Linked DNA regions of Mus musculus: region 2 is linked to region 1. Evidence: chromatin contacts called from public HiChIP or PLAC-seq data. All regions are on one chromosome and are shown on one strand. The core of a region is the stretch at or near the end of the contact, and the rest is flanking DNA. Distances in the headings are between cores, read along the strand shown. Region 1 overlaps Nedd9 (neural precursor cell expressed, developmentally down-regulated gene 9). Region 2 overlaps Gm32401 (a long non-coding RNA gene).

Region 1 (7,237 bases), core at 2,046-4,545:
GTCTGCACGTATATCTTTGCACTGCCTTCATACCTAGTGTCATCAGAAGCCAAAAGAGGGCATTGGATCCCCTGGAACTGGAGTTACAGATGGCTATGAGCTGCCATGTGGGAACTGGGAATCAAACCCAGGTCTTCTGGAAGAGGAACAAGGGTTCTTAACTACTGAGTGAGTTCTCTAGCCCTGGGATTGTTTCTTGATTGAGCACCAAGAAGGGAGAGATAGGTAGGAAGTCTGAAGTCAAGGACCACCCAAAAAAATTAAATAAAAGCCCACAATGGCTTGCTAAGTGTCTGGCAGTCTGTATATCTTTACTTGGATTCACGTATTTTTATTCTTGTGACAAACTCACAGTTGTACCGAGCCACAACTCTGTTCTTACCCTAGGGATGAGGAAGGTAGGATATCCAAAAGGAGAGCCCTAAGAACACACTTGGGACTGCAAACCCCAAAGGATGCATTTATTCCATAAAATGGGGTGAAGGTAAGGTTACCCTCAGAACCTTCTGATATGCTGGAATGGAGCCCAGCCCAGGCACTGATCTGAAAGCTAAGCTAGCATCCCAGAGAGGGAAGTCAACCCAGTAAACCCAAGTTCTCCTTCCAGCTCTGATACCCAGATGTGGCCCTTGAAGAAACAATGGCTTGAGCTCACCAGATCTGGGTCCTCATCTTCAAAGCAGAACTACAGGTTCACGAGCTCACAGGCTTTCTACAGGGGCTGTATAGGAGAGTGACTAACTATATGCACATCAGCTGTCTTTAGATAACATAGAGATTAAAGAACTCAATCTCACTTAGTCAAGGCTGATGTGTACCGGGGTATGAATGGATGTCAGCCTGGCCTGGGGGTGGGGGTGGAGCAGTGTGAGGTCCTTGCTCCCCAACCGCTGGGTCAAGTTCTTTCTAAATCCCATTTTCTCTGTCTGTTGTGAGAAGACCGGAGAGATGTTGTGGGCAAGGAGGCAGGAGAATTCACCAGATGTGCCCACTTTTGAATGGTTGAGGGGACTCTGGGGCTATCCTAGGAACTTCCCTTAGGCTCCTGTGCAGGCATGAGCCTGCAGCTAAACAGGCGGTGGGAAGGTCACTGGGACAGAAGACAAAACATATCTAGCAGACTCACCCGGGGATTTGTATCTGTGTCTAATCAAGCATGGCGCAACACTCCACTCAGTACCTCACGGTGTTCCAGACCCTGGAAGAGGCCCAACAGCGAACGCCTCCAGCTGATTGCGGTCGATTGAGCTGCAGTCCTTTGCCCGTCTGCTGTCTTCTCTTGCTTCTCTTTCTTTTCTTTGAAGCCTGTTTGATTGCATAGCTATCAGTCTTCTGGTCCCATAGGGTTGCCCCCAACTTGATCACTTCTGATTCTGTGTAGGGACTTCCTTTGCTACCATCCCCTGTTCTTGAATGGGCCCAGACCAGAGTCAGCTCTTCCATCTAAGCTCTGAAATCGGAATCCTACGGAGTCCCTTCCCTGAGGTCATTTGATACAAAAAGGACCAGAGTCTTGTCCTCTTTAAACCTATGACCCCTTTTTACAGTGATAGAACACTCAAAGGATGGGGAGAAACAGAGATCTAAGCATCCTGGCACATTCTTTAATGGCTCTAAAAACTAAGCAAGCATGTGGCCTGACTTTATCGTTGTATTTGTGAGTTTTTCAGCGTTAGAAGGAATCCAGTGTTTCCTAGTATACAACTGCTAAGTAAAACCTTCACCTAACACAAAAGCTCCGAATTCCCTTCTAGCTAATCTCAAACAGATCGCATCTACCAGTGATTTCAGCTTTATCCTAAGTTCCCTGGGGGACGGCTATTTGTGGCTCTAATCTCTCTTCCTAAAATTAGGTATTCATGATAAAAGATGATTGGCTAGCTGCAGAGGTATGTACCTGTAGTCCCAGCACTTAGGAGGCTGAGGCAGGAGGATTTCTTATGTCCAGCCTGCCGGGGCAGTATAGCAAGTGTGTGTGTGTGTGTGTGTGTGTGTGTGTGTATACATATATATGTTTAAAGTGTATGTCTTTAAAGTATGTATGCTTAAAGAAAAAGAAGACTTGGGAGTAGTTGACCAAGGCAAGACACAATGAAAACATATACCATGGTTTTGTTGTTGCTTCGGGGGGGGGGGGTTGCAGGAGGGGGGGGATGAGGAAGGAAAGTTAATTGGGTAGTGTGATATGAGAAGGATCTAAGAAAACTTGGAAAAATATGAGCAAAATATATAGTATGAAAGAAATTTAAAATAATTTAAAATGTAATGAAAACAAAATAAATTTTGTATTATCACTTCAAAAAACACAAAGCAGTGAGTGGAACTGGACTTCCTCCAGCCTCGCGACCAGAAGCAGACCCCTCCTCTCATACACAGCCCCTCCCCAGAAGAGTGCGCCTCACACTGCGAGGCCTGTGGTTTCAGGCAGAGTCCAGGGGCAGGAGATGATTAATGCATGTCCGTCTTAAAGAAATGAAAAGCATGAGATTGGAAGATGAAGTCCACATTTCTGGAGAGGAAAGCGGAGGCAAGAGTCCAAAGAAAAGCAGCCCCGAAGTCCACAAATATGCGATGGTGTGAAATAAAGTCCCAAGCATACTCCGGCCAAGCGGCAGTCCTTCGCTCCGCAAATGACTCCTCGCCACAGTGACATTAAGTGCATCCAGACGCTCGAGTGACACATGAGAGGGGTCACATTTAGTTTTTCCGATGCTTGCGCTGGGTTCCCTATGTTCCCCCCACTTGTCTGCACTCTGGGAAAGGGGCAGGCGTGCGGGACTGGCTGCCAGTATGCCGAGAATCTTCAGAGCCTTTGAAAGCCTTCCAGGAATGTCAGCGCAGACTGCCTGCCCACTCTCTGCTCAATGCCTACTTTAGCTGTCTGCCGAGGACTAAATGTGCCAGACAGGCCTTCATACAAAGACAGAGAGTGTTCTGAGTCCATGAAAGGAAGGCACAGCCTTTCAGATGTGAATGGCGAGATTTAAGTAGGTGACTACGTGGTGGCCTACTGGGAAAGGAAGGGCCCTCAGAGAGGTGCAAGAGAGACCCAGCCTATGAACCAATGTATTCCTGCCGAGTACCTCTCCACGGTGGGATCTGTCTAGACAGACTGCTATCACACTGTGTCCCTGCTTGATTACTGTAGCCTATCCCTATGCTTTCGCACGTAGATTCTTCCTGCATCCAAGGCCTCCTTAATCATAAAAGATATGGTAGGCTCTGCCAAGGCACAATTATGTGTATGTACTTCTAGTTACATTGCAATGATGAATAAAATTTCTGTTTGTAGTATGTGTCATTTAGAATTTTCTTTGACTCATTTGGGGGCGGGGTCTAGAATATATAGAAGCATTGTGGCGTATGAGCAGCTTTTTCTTTTCTTTTTTCTTTTTTAGTATTGAGGGCAGCTCACTGTGGCGCCTGAACAGCTTGGAACATTCTTCCCGTCCAGCTGACTTTGAAAAGTTAGAAAAATGCTTTGCCCAGTGACCCCTTCCTAACTCGTTAGCAATGCCAGCCCAGCTCCTTGGCAAAGCACCCAGCACTGGAGGGAAATCTCTTCTGTTTTGTGCTTTTTGGAGGAGTCCATCTGATGTCACTGGTGGAAGACACAGTGTGGCTGTGGCTATCTTTTGTCTGAACCCTCTAAGTTCCTTCTGACAGGCTAGTGTTCATATTTCTTCTCTATTTCCAGGAACTGTGCCTGTCCCTAAAAGTGTGGGTTGTATAAGTGCTAAAAAGACAGACCTAACACTCTAACCCTGTTCCTCTCTTCTTCCCTTCCCAGAATCTTATGGCAAGGGCCTTGTATGACAACGTCCCTGAGTGTGCTGAGGAGCTGGCCTTCCGCAAGGGAGACATCTTAACTGTCATAGAGCAGAACACAGGAGGGCTTGAGGGATGGTGGCTGTGTTCCCTCCACGGTCGCCAAGGCATTGTCCCAGGGAACCGGGTGAAGCTTCTGATTGGTCCAGTGCAAGAGACCCCCGGTCATGAGCAGCCTACTCCTGGACCTATGCATCAGACCTTTGGCCAACAGAAACTCTATCAAGTGCCAAATTCCCAGGCAGCATCTCGGGATACCATCTACCAAGTGCCACCCTCCTACCAGAATCAGGGAATTTACCAAGTACCCACTGGCCATGGCACTCCAGAACAAGATGTATATCAAGTACCACCATCAGTTCAGAGGAACATTGGCGGCACTAATGGACCCCTTCTAAGCAAAAAGGTAAGTGATGAACTAGAATGTTGTTCTTTCTTTTATGCCACTCATTGTAGTTAGAATAATAGAGGCAACCCCCCAAAAAAATACTTAGAAATTGCCCCAAAGCAAACATACTAAATGGCTTACCCCAGACATCTTTATTACATCAAATTTCCATTAATCCGTCAACAGCAATTTTTATTATGAGACAGAGTCTCACTGTGTATATCCCAGGCTGTGTTTGAACTTGAGATCCTTTTACCTCAGACTCCCGAGTGCTGGGATTACAGGCATGCGTTATCATACCAGCAACACAACTTCGTTGAATGACCATGTGCCTACATACCATTGACTAACAGCCAGTCTAAGTGGTATTTCATTCTGGATCCAGTTTGAGCATACAATCGTGTCTCTTCAGTCAGGTGATGAGTCTGCTAGACCTGGATCCTGTGTGTAAATGGTTTGTAGTCTTATCGACCTCTTCCTTGAGTAGTGTAGCCCCCGTCATTACTGTGGATCCTTCTCCCTGGGCCAAAAGCTAAGTCATGAATCAGTCATCTGGCTGGGCAAAGAATCAAAGGAAAGTAGAGGAAATTAAAAGGTTGAAAATACATCCTATCTACCAGCTTGTTCTTAGAGCTTTGGGCTTAAAGATTGATTTATTCAAAATACACAGATACTAGTAGGTTTAGAATTGATTCATTTCTTGTAGTAATGTCCAAGTAGACACAGCAGAGTTTAGATACTTAGGAAAATGCCAAGTTTAAAAAAAAAAAAGAAAGAAACATATGATGTATTCATCAGCTTTTTATCACCATTACTGAATCCTTGAGACAGCTACCTTCATAAAGAGACAATATTTATTGCTTAATCTCTCAGTTTTGATAGTCCCAGAGCCTGCCTCTGGCATTAGATCAGTTGTGGCAAAGGCCAGCTGTCATCACCTCTTTTGGTAGGCACTCTCCCGATCACCTCAGACCTGCCATTAGCAGGGGGTGTGGAATACTCAGACCATCCCCAAACCACATGGCTAGGGAGCACCACAGGACTAGGGAGCACCACAGGACTAGGGAGTACCACATGTTAGAGTCTCAACCCAGAACAATTTGAGTTGAGTAGAAATGCATTCCTTAATCGGTGAATATTGAGCATCTTTTGTAGTTTTGATACTTGTGTGATACAGTGGTAAACTAAAGACTAAATAGAGCTCTCAGAGCAGTTACGATGCAGTGAGGGAACAGTACAATACCAGGTAAGGTGTGTGTGTGTGTGTGTGTGTGTGTGTGTGTGTGTGTGCCAGGAAGAGAATCTTGACACTTACTTACAGGGCAATGGCTAAGCCAACAATGATGGGTTTTTGTGCCCATTAAAAGGGAAGGCTTTCCTCTTTCATTTGTCAGAAAGTCCCAATGGTTCCTTCAAGGCTTGCTAGTAAGAATAGACTAATTTTATACAATGAGAAAATATCTCCAGATTATCCAGATTATAAGAGTAAGGGTAAAGTTGGACACCAGAAAGAGCTTGAGACTCTATGGACACAAAATATAGATGAATTTACAAATCTATGTTGTGTCAAATAGTATTTGCTAGCATGATACTTTTTTCTAAGTACGTCTTTTTTAAAAGAGTTATCATTTTTGTTTTATGTTTATGAGTGTATTGCCTGTGTATATGTATGTGCACCGCATATATGCCTGGTACCCAAGGAAGCCAGAAGAGGGAGTTGGGTTCCCCGGAACTGGAGTTAAGGACAGTGGTAAGCCACCTGTGTGGCTTCTGTAAGAAGTCTCTTACCAATGAGCCATCTCTCCAGTCCTTGGAACCTCTATTTATTTTCCCAAGGGGCCAGGGGAAGAAAGATTTATTCTTGAATTCCTCAACAATGAATTCATTTTCTAATCATCTATTATACATATGTGTGTTTTTAACAAAAACACATCTCAAGGGCACACAATCCAAGTTCTGTCTGATAGGAGAAATTCTCTGAGAAGTGGTGAAGGGCTTTCCCACTTAAGTTCACTCCCCAGGACAGGGATCCTGGCTACAGGCCATCGACAGAGCATGTGACCTTGCAAAGCCCTTCTCGCCCCAGTGATTTCAGCTCCTGAGGGAGTGCCAAGCCTGGCCTCTGTCCCCCAGAGAGGAAAAGAACAGTTGGAAGGTGTAACTATAAATAAGTAACTCTCATTCTTAGTCTCGGTGGCTTGAGCAACTTAAAAATAGTTCTCCCTCGTCTGAGCTGGTTCGAGGCAGACAGAGGAGGCCAGTACGGGAAGTGCTTGGCTGAAAGGTAGAGGGACCTTACTCTTGTCATAGTTTATTTTGGCAGGAAGGTGACATGTTTTCCTTTGACTCAACCTTTTCAGTTCCATGTCTGGGAAGCCTGATGCTTCAGACCCCTCGTTCCCCCCTTGCTTGTGTTATAGCTGATGGCGTTCTTCCCCTTGGCTCTCTCCTGGTCTCCACTGATGTCAGGGGCTGAGGCCCTCAGGTGGCTCGGGTCCCTCCGCATACTGTTTCCTTCTGTGACTTCTGCACCTCAGAGCCTTCTGTGTTTAGCAAAGGGCAGGCCAGCCCTGAAGTAATAAGCCAACCTTTAACAAGCCCTGCCAGCCCTTATGCAGTGCAGACCAAACAAGACACTCCCATCACCTGAAGCTTGCACAGCTGGCAGGGGCTGCCTAGTACGGACTAAAGCTAGAAAGGACAGGGAAGGTGACCCTAGCCCTTCCCTGCCATGCACCAGGGTCCTCTGTAACAAACCCTGTGAGTGAGTCTTCGCGCCATTGAGAGTTCAGGTTTCCTGCTTCCAGTCCCTTCTTCCTTTTCTTTCCCTCCCTCGTTCACCGCTCTTCTTCCTTCTCCTTTGTCCACTCCTCCTCTCCCTTCCTCTCCTCATCTCTCCTTCCTTTTATCCCCTCGCTTCCCCATACCCTCCTCTCCTTCTTGTTCACCCACTTTCCTCCCTCTCCTTCCCACTTCCCTTCCTGATTTTCTCCATTTCCTCCTCTCTCTCTCTTCCCCTCT
Region 2 (7,237 bases), core at 1,715-4,214, 170 kb before region 1:
GCCCTCTAGGATTGGGGGAGAGAGTGACTCAGGTAATACAGAACTGTCTTCCCTACCCTTTCCCATGTTACCTTTCTCATTTTCAGTGCAGAATCTCACCTGGTGTCCTTAGCTCTTGGGAAGGTAGCTTTGTGCATGCATACTTGCTCAGTGTAATGTTTATGTGGGAGAAAGGCTCTGGGGGACCCTGTTCTGCTTTCCCAATAAAGAACAGGTTGAATTCAACTGATCTCAAAGAATTTCTGAAGCAATTTGAAAGTTTGATTTAAGGCTTGTAAAAGGAGGCCTCATAATTTGAGTAGTCAATACATATTTGGCTAGCCTTTTCTCATTCAAATTAAGGTCAATAATGACAGGCAAAATATAATTGAGTAACCTGATCTAAGCAGATTTTAACCAAGATGGTCAGGTAAGGCAGGCAGTTATCTAGGGGAACAACTTAGTCGTAAGGAGCAGATTCTCGCCATTGTGTAACACCACCATGATGAGTAAGTCCTCCAAAGAAACCATGTGACCCTTGGCAATTATAAGATAAACAGACACTTCTTTGGGTCACAAGTCAACAAAGTATCTCTTTTCTACTCACAGACAGCAACATTTTTTTTCCATAACGAGAAGTCCAGATCCAAGAAACTTCACTAGCCAATTCTAGCATCACTGAAAAAACAAAACACATTAGTCCTTTATTAACTTTTCAAACATAACAGATGACGAGGGTTTGCTCTGCGGGGCTAGATTTACCTGATATCAAACCAGACAGAAATGTCACAAGGAAAGAAAATGACCACAAACGATGTGATGTTAGACGAAGAGTTTGCGTCACTCAACCCTAGGGATCAAAACCAAAACCCACAGTGAAGAAGTCACAAAGACTATGCAGTAGGCAGGGACAGTGAGGAGGGCCTTCTAGCAGAAGGGGTTTTCATCCCAGCACTGACACTGATCTGTGAATGGCCGCAAGAAGCCGCCAGAACTGGGTGATGCTCCACTCCCATTCAGAGAAGCAACGTGCCAAGATTTTGAAGCTTCTCGCCTTTTAAGGAATTCCACTAATTTGTGTTAACTCACTGTCAAGTTCAGCAGAATCAGGATTTATCCATTTCCACCAATACACAACCTTCCTCTGTTATCCTCCACCAACACAGGACTCTGAACTCTTCACCACTTGATGTCAAAATCTGAGAGCTGGGCCAGAACCTAGAGACTGCTCAGCAGTTAATGGTTCTTGCCACCGAACCTGCTGCGCTCAGTTCCATTCCTGGAACACACATGGGGGAAGCAGAGAACACTGCAAGCAAATTATCCTTTGACTCCCACACAGTGGCCTGCGATGTATGCGCACACACGGAGAGACTCACACACTAAATAAATGGGAGAGAAAATCTGAAATCTTCATTAGTGTTGCTGCCTAGCAAACAATCACAGTATACAACTTGTTTCAGTAAGGTGGGTGAGTTTTTACCTGATTCAAGCTTAAAGCTCAATGCTAGATTCAATTGATTGTGCCCTCTGACAGCTTTATGAGAATGAATGATTTAGGGAGGAAGAGAGTTTATGCATTCAGACTGCCTCCAGATTTTCCTGACCTTGGAAACAAGGGATGTTTGGGGATGTCAAGATGGTTGAGCAAGTGGAGACATTGCCAAGCCTGATGACCGGGGCTTGATCCCTGTAACCCATGGGGGAGAAGGGGGGAAAAATCAACTCCTAAAAGTTGTCTTCAGAAGTTCACACATGCACATGGTGGCCACGTGTACCTCCCCCGCCCAGCAATAGATAAACATAATAAAACAATTGCAAGCTGTATATTTACCAAGGCTATTTTAACTCTTATGGTAAATGAGAGGCCCTTGGAAACACGAAGAAGCACCCTGAGGATTCCTGTTTGAATTAGCTTCCCAATGTTCCATACAGATACTGTCAGCAAAGTATTGTTCCGTAGAGATACTGTTAGCAAAGTATAGGGGAGACGCACATGCTTTCCTGAAAAAACAAAAACAAAAACAAACAAAAAAAAAAACAAAAAAACCCTGAAACTTGCTTTTCCAGGAAATACACAATACAATTTATATATGCTATAGATTGGTGCACATTATATATGTGCGCAAATATATATCTACAGGATACACTTAAGTCTCAGCGGTAAAAGCTCGAGAACATAAGGAACCTTTGAACTTCTGTTAATTTTAACGACAAGGGATTTCAAAAGAGACCACTGTAATCCCTTGGCAATATAGAAGACTTCTCCTATCTGATAAAAAGTCAGTTTAAGTCACTAGTTGTTTGCTACCATAATCACCGGGGGATGGGAAGCGAGGCCTCCCAAAGCCCCGTTTCCCTCATTTGCCCCTGAGATTAAGAGTGTCCGTGAAGCAGTTACTGTGTTTGCTCTGAGACCATGCAGGCAGGTAATGCCCACCGGCACCATCTGGACTATCTGCACTAATGCCATTTCAAAACTAAGAAGGTGAGGCCTGCTAATCTCTGGCAGATCTCTTATCACGTGATCAGATCTCTACCCACCCACATGATTCTTCTTCCTACTAATGCTATATAAAGCCCTGGAAAAACAAACATAGATGTAAGAAAGACCCAACCCATGGAGAGTTGTCAAGTAGGAAATAAAGCCAATGGATCATTAGGGTGAGTTTATGGGTTAAAAATGGGTACAACTGCAAGCTAAATGAATGGTGGGAAGCACAGCTATCTATTAATGGCTTCGGGCTGTAAGAGCAGAGCAAAGAGCTCACACGAAGGCAAGAATGTAGAGAGAAGCTGACAGAAGAGCTTTCCAAGGAGGAATGCTCCCCAGACGGCACCCAGAGACTGCTCATTTTATTTTACTGCACAATAAAAAGGAAAAATGGAAGAGGGTTTTTTTTTAATCCCCACCCCAAATGGACCAGGCCAAGACAGTTTGTGGCATGCTCTGTGAACTCACTCAGAGAGGAGCCAACATATTTTAGAGCGGACTTGTCTAAAAATAACTCGTTTCATCAGTTCTGGGACATTTTTTCAGTCCTCTGCCAAGAATCCAATTAATGTGTGTGGCTTCTTTTCTTCCAGGAAGTTTTATGGGGTCTTTATATCTTTTACTCTTTTATAAAGAAAATCCACACCAAGTCTGTATGAAAGATAGCTGTGAGGGTCTAACATGCTGAAGCTCCTAATACAGCTACTTAATTCTCATAGACTCGGGACCATTCATGAAGATTAATTCATTCATTTACACTGCCCTTCAAGTACTGACCTGACCTCTGTTCCTCTCCTTGCATCCCCTCCTCCCCCGTTTCCAGCCCTCCCCTCCCCCTCCCCAGCTCCAGCCAGGCTCTCTTCTGCCTAATACTGATGCTTCCCTGTGTCTGGGAGGATGGCAGCAAAGTGGCAAATGGAGAGACTAGGAGATTGGCCACACCCTGGCTTTCATCCTTGCTCAGAGTGTCTGCATATAGCCAACAAGAAATATTAGATATACAAAGCGGTCTTTCTAGGGCACCAATCCTTTACCAAGTCTACTACTTTAATGATAAAAGTCATATGAAATGCATACATTGGATGCCCATGAACTCCAAAAACAGAAGAATTCAAAAATTCTTTATTGTTGTTTTTCTAAATGGGCCAATTTGGGCTGAGACTCTAATCTCATAATCAATGAAAAAAAATCCATTATAAGTCGACATTACAGGAGCATCTCTGTTTGTTCATTTAGGGGAGTATCTCAACAGATTAGCTAAGGATCCTATATCACAATGGGCAGATCTCCTCCGAAGACACTGCATACAGAGAAGGGATAGCAAGGTCTTGCATGGGAGCTTCTTTCTCTGGAATAAGGCAGTGGTGATATTGAGTGAAGACGCCATTGTTTCTCTGCTGACATCTTCCTTTGCTGTGTGACCATCTCCTGGAAAGGTTTACTTACTCATCAAGAACATCTTGGGGGACACCTTATCCATCTGTGTAGCAAGCTGATTCATTCTCTGTTCTGTAATAGATTTTTAGATATCATTTTTAGCCCCCTTCTTAAACCAGAACAAAAAGCAGAAAATCATGAGCAGTCCCTGAGAGTCTTTCTACTGTCTCCATCTATTTGTACAATTCTAAGAAGAATCGTTCTATTTAGGTTTCCTTACCCCCGTTTCCTTGTCTGCTCACTTCAACTGGCTTCTGATCCTTCTCGTCACTGAAGATCTTTATGCCCATCCACTGGCTGAGTTCCAGTTCCCATTGTCCTTTTCCTCTCCTGAACACTCTATGCCTTGATCATCACTTCTTTAAGACACACCCGCACCTGGTGTGGTGGCACACACACATGTGCTTTCACTCTCAGAGAGGCTAATAGAGATGGCTGTGAATACTAAACCATTTAATATCTATAGTCAGTTCCAGACAGCCTAAGCCACATAGGAAACCCATGTGTCAAAAGGGTACAATGGAGCTGGGCATACAACTCAGTGACAAAGTGCTTGCAAGGACCTAAGTTCAATTCACAGCATGTACATACACAGAGAGAGGGAGGGAGGGGGAGGAAGGGAAGGAGAGAGAGAGAGAGAGAGAGAGAGAGAGAGAGAGAGAGAGAGAGATTGGGAGACAGTCATCTACAGCAGAATATTCTCTAATCAAGATGGTTTTCTTCCAGTGACTTGGGCATTGTTCCAACATAATGTGTATTTATTCTTCTTCTGGGTGTATATTAAAAAAATGACATTAATGTATCAAAGAAATGCACTTGTGCCCATGTTCAGGACAGCACTAGTCAGAATACCTAAGATTCAGAATCAGCCAGGTGCCACCAACAGATAGATAGATGAAGAAAATGTAAAACACACACACACACACACACACACACAGAGAGAGAGAGAGAGAGAGAGAGACAGAGACAGAGACAGAGACAGAGACAGAGACAGAGACAGAGACAGAGACAGAGAGAGAAGAGTTGTATGCACCCACAAAGAATGAAGTATTGTTGTTCATGGGGCAGAACTAGAAGACACTTCGGCAAGTGAAAGAAGCCAGACCCAGCACAAGTACCACGTGTCTTCTCAAATGTGGAAACTAAAATGCAACCATTTTGAAAGTAAAATAGGGGTGATAAGAGAGTTGGACATGTCGGGAGATCCTGGAAAAACTGACTGGGTTTCTCAGTGCACACTGCACTGAGTTTATGGACAAGATAACACTGAACACCATTACCGTGCTTAGTTAACACCGTTCATAGGGCTTTACAATGATTCTATTCTAGATCCTGTAATCTCGGAAAATAACAATGAAATTGTTCTGTCAAAAACAAACAAAAACCAAAACAACAACAACAACAACAACAAAAACCAAAACTCCTCAGTTCTCCCTACTGTTACCACTCACCCCACCCATTGACCAATTATTACAGCCCCCATTTTTATTCTTGGGACAGGTTTACCTGCCCACTTCCATACTTCTGCCTTTAGTGTCACCTTCATAATTCAAATGGTCGCCATCCTATCTCTGTCAGCAGTAATGTCCTTTTGTCTCATATTGTCTACTCCTGCGCTCTTCATATTCTCTCTCCTTAAAATAGAATGATTTTTTAAAACTTAAAATACACTCTACTTTGTTCCTACTTAAAAAATCTTGGAAAAGCTTTGGATAAGCACTGCCCTCTGACTTCACCCCTCATATCCAATCTTGGGTGTTGTTTGTTGGTTGGTTTTTGGATTGTGGTTTTTTTTTTCCATACTCTATTCTTTCCTCTTACTTGAAACCTTTCAAATACTTCAATCCTTCAGCTTTTCAGACTTTTTTGGAGCAACCAGGTCTTCACAAGACTCGGGCAAACACATGTTGTGAACTCTCCTAGAGTTCACTGTGTCTCAGTGCTCTTCAGGACATGCTAACTTTTTATGGAGTGGATCATAAAGATCAACCAACCAGACCCCTCGGAGCTCCCAGGGACTAAACCACCAACCAAAGAGTACACATGGAGGAACTCATGGCTCCAGCTGCATATGTAGCAGACGATGGGCTTGTCAGGCATCAATGAGAGGAGAAGCCCTTGGTCCTGTGAAGGCTCGATGCCTCAGTATAGGGGAATGCCAAGGTGGTGAGGAGAGAGTAGGTGGGTGGGGGAGCACCCTCATAGAAGCAGGGGGAGGGGGATGGGATAGGGGGTTTGCGGAGAGGAAACCAGGCAAGGGGATAACATTTGAAATGTAAATAAATAAAATATCCAATTTAAAAAAAGGGAAAAAAAAAGAAAGAGCAAGGGCTGCATCTGGTCAGTTTGACTCAGTACCCGGCACTTGATAAATGCTCAACTAGCACTGAATAAGTGGTAATCCCACTTTATTCTCAATCTCTCTCTCTCTCTTTCTCTCTCCCTCTCTCTCTCTCTCTCTCTCTCTCTCTCTCGTGTGTGTGTGTGTGTGTGTGTGTGTGTGTGCGCGCGCGCGCGCGCGCGCGCGAGAACATGTATGTGTATTGCTATGTATCTGTGGTGTGCACACCTGGGTGGGCATGCCCTCCGTGTGATCAGAGGACATTCTTGTGACATCAGTTCTCTTTATCCACCTTTATTTGGGATCCAGGGATCAAGTTCATGTCACTGGGCATGTGCAGCAAGCATTTTTACCAACTGAACCATCCCTCTGGACCCTCATCATAGGTCTTTTATGGGTTTATTCCTTTATTCGCAAATTGTAAGGCAGTTTTATGAGCTGTGCTGTTTAGGGAGAGAAGCAGTTCTTGCCCTGAAGAAATGACGTCAAGTTGACAATGCAAAAGGCCCATCTCCTCTGGTCATGCTGGGGTAGGATAGAAAGAGAGGGAAAATCAAGGGGGGGTGTGTGAAAAAGAAGCCTCTGGCCTGGAATCTAGCTCACCTCTGCTCTCAGTGGGGCATTAAGAGACACAGAGACACAACTGAGAGCCGAAGCAGCTGACAGACCAGGATGTTAAAAGCAACAAATGGTCTATCCTCATCTAGGCCCAGGACAGTCGTGACCTTGACTGTTACCATATCAGCTCACTTGTCTCATCCCTAAACCTAAACACTGCACCTCATAGAACTGCCTTGCAATTTGGCTTACAAAAGAAAATTCTTAGGTAAGAAAAATCAGTAAATCAGATAATAGGGTATGTATTTGCTTAATTTTAAAATCTTACTTAACGTTAAGCTTAGCGTAATCTCTCAACCTTGTTGTAAATTATATTCCATGAGCAATGTAATATAGAAAACCACAGGGTCGTAAACATAGCTGCTGTA

The links. HiChIP or PLAC-seq counts read pairs in DNA pulled down with a chosen protein or histone mark.
Region 2: an H3K27ac HiChIP or PLAC-seq map of embryonic fibroblasts shows a contact between it and region 1, with 17 read pairs. The contact joins two enhancer-like sites. A contact is called at or near these places in 1 of 15 datasets of contacts at CTCF or cohesin (the NIH/3T3 cell line), 6 of 484 Hi-C or Micro-C datasets (the C2C12 cell line, CD8 T cells, the MC3T3-E1 cell line and 3 more), 14 of 115 datasets of contacts at active chromatin or transcription factors (the 230-238 cell line, CD8 T cells, the NIH/3T3 cell line and 11 more) and 1 of 9 other capture datasets (embryonic stem cells).

What each region holds. Positions count from the first base shown.
Region 1 is chr13:41,335,574-41,342,810 of GRCm38.p6, reverse strand. It overlaps Nedd9 (neural precursor cell expressed, developmentally down-regulated gene 9), which reads left to right. Exons shown (of 7, transcript NM_017464.5): 2 at 3,791-4,234. Among named protein-coding and RNA genes, the nearest start is that of Nedd9, 20 kb to the left of the region's middle. Within about 2 kb of position 3,295, at least 127 of the 459 cell types and tissues checked have an H3K27ac peak or open chromatin away from gene starts, as enhancers often do. A contact at or near this core is called in the C2C12 cell line, the NIH/3T3 cell line and embryonic fibroblasts, where this site is marked.
Region 2 is chr13:41,506,923-41,514,159 of GRCm38.p6, reverse strand. It overlaps Gm32401 (a long non-coding RNA gene), which reads right to left. Exons shown (of 8, transcript XR_873291.2): 3 at 3,920-3,982; 4 at 1,069-1,983; 5 at 742-829; 6 at 587-657. It overlaps Gm32184 (a long non-coding RNA gene), which reads left to right. Exons shown (of 3, transcript XR_382252.4): 3 at 1-267. Among named protein-coding and RNA genes, the nearest start is that of Gm32401, 24 kb to the right of the region's middle. Within about 2 kb of position 2,964, at least 45 of the 459 cell types and tissues checked have an H3K27ac peak or open chromatin away from gene starts, as enhancers often do. A contact at or near this core is called in the C2C12 cell line, the NIH/3T3 cell line and embryonic fibroblasts, where this site is marked.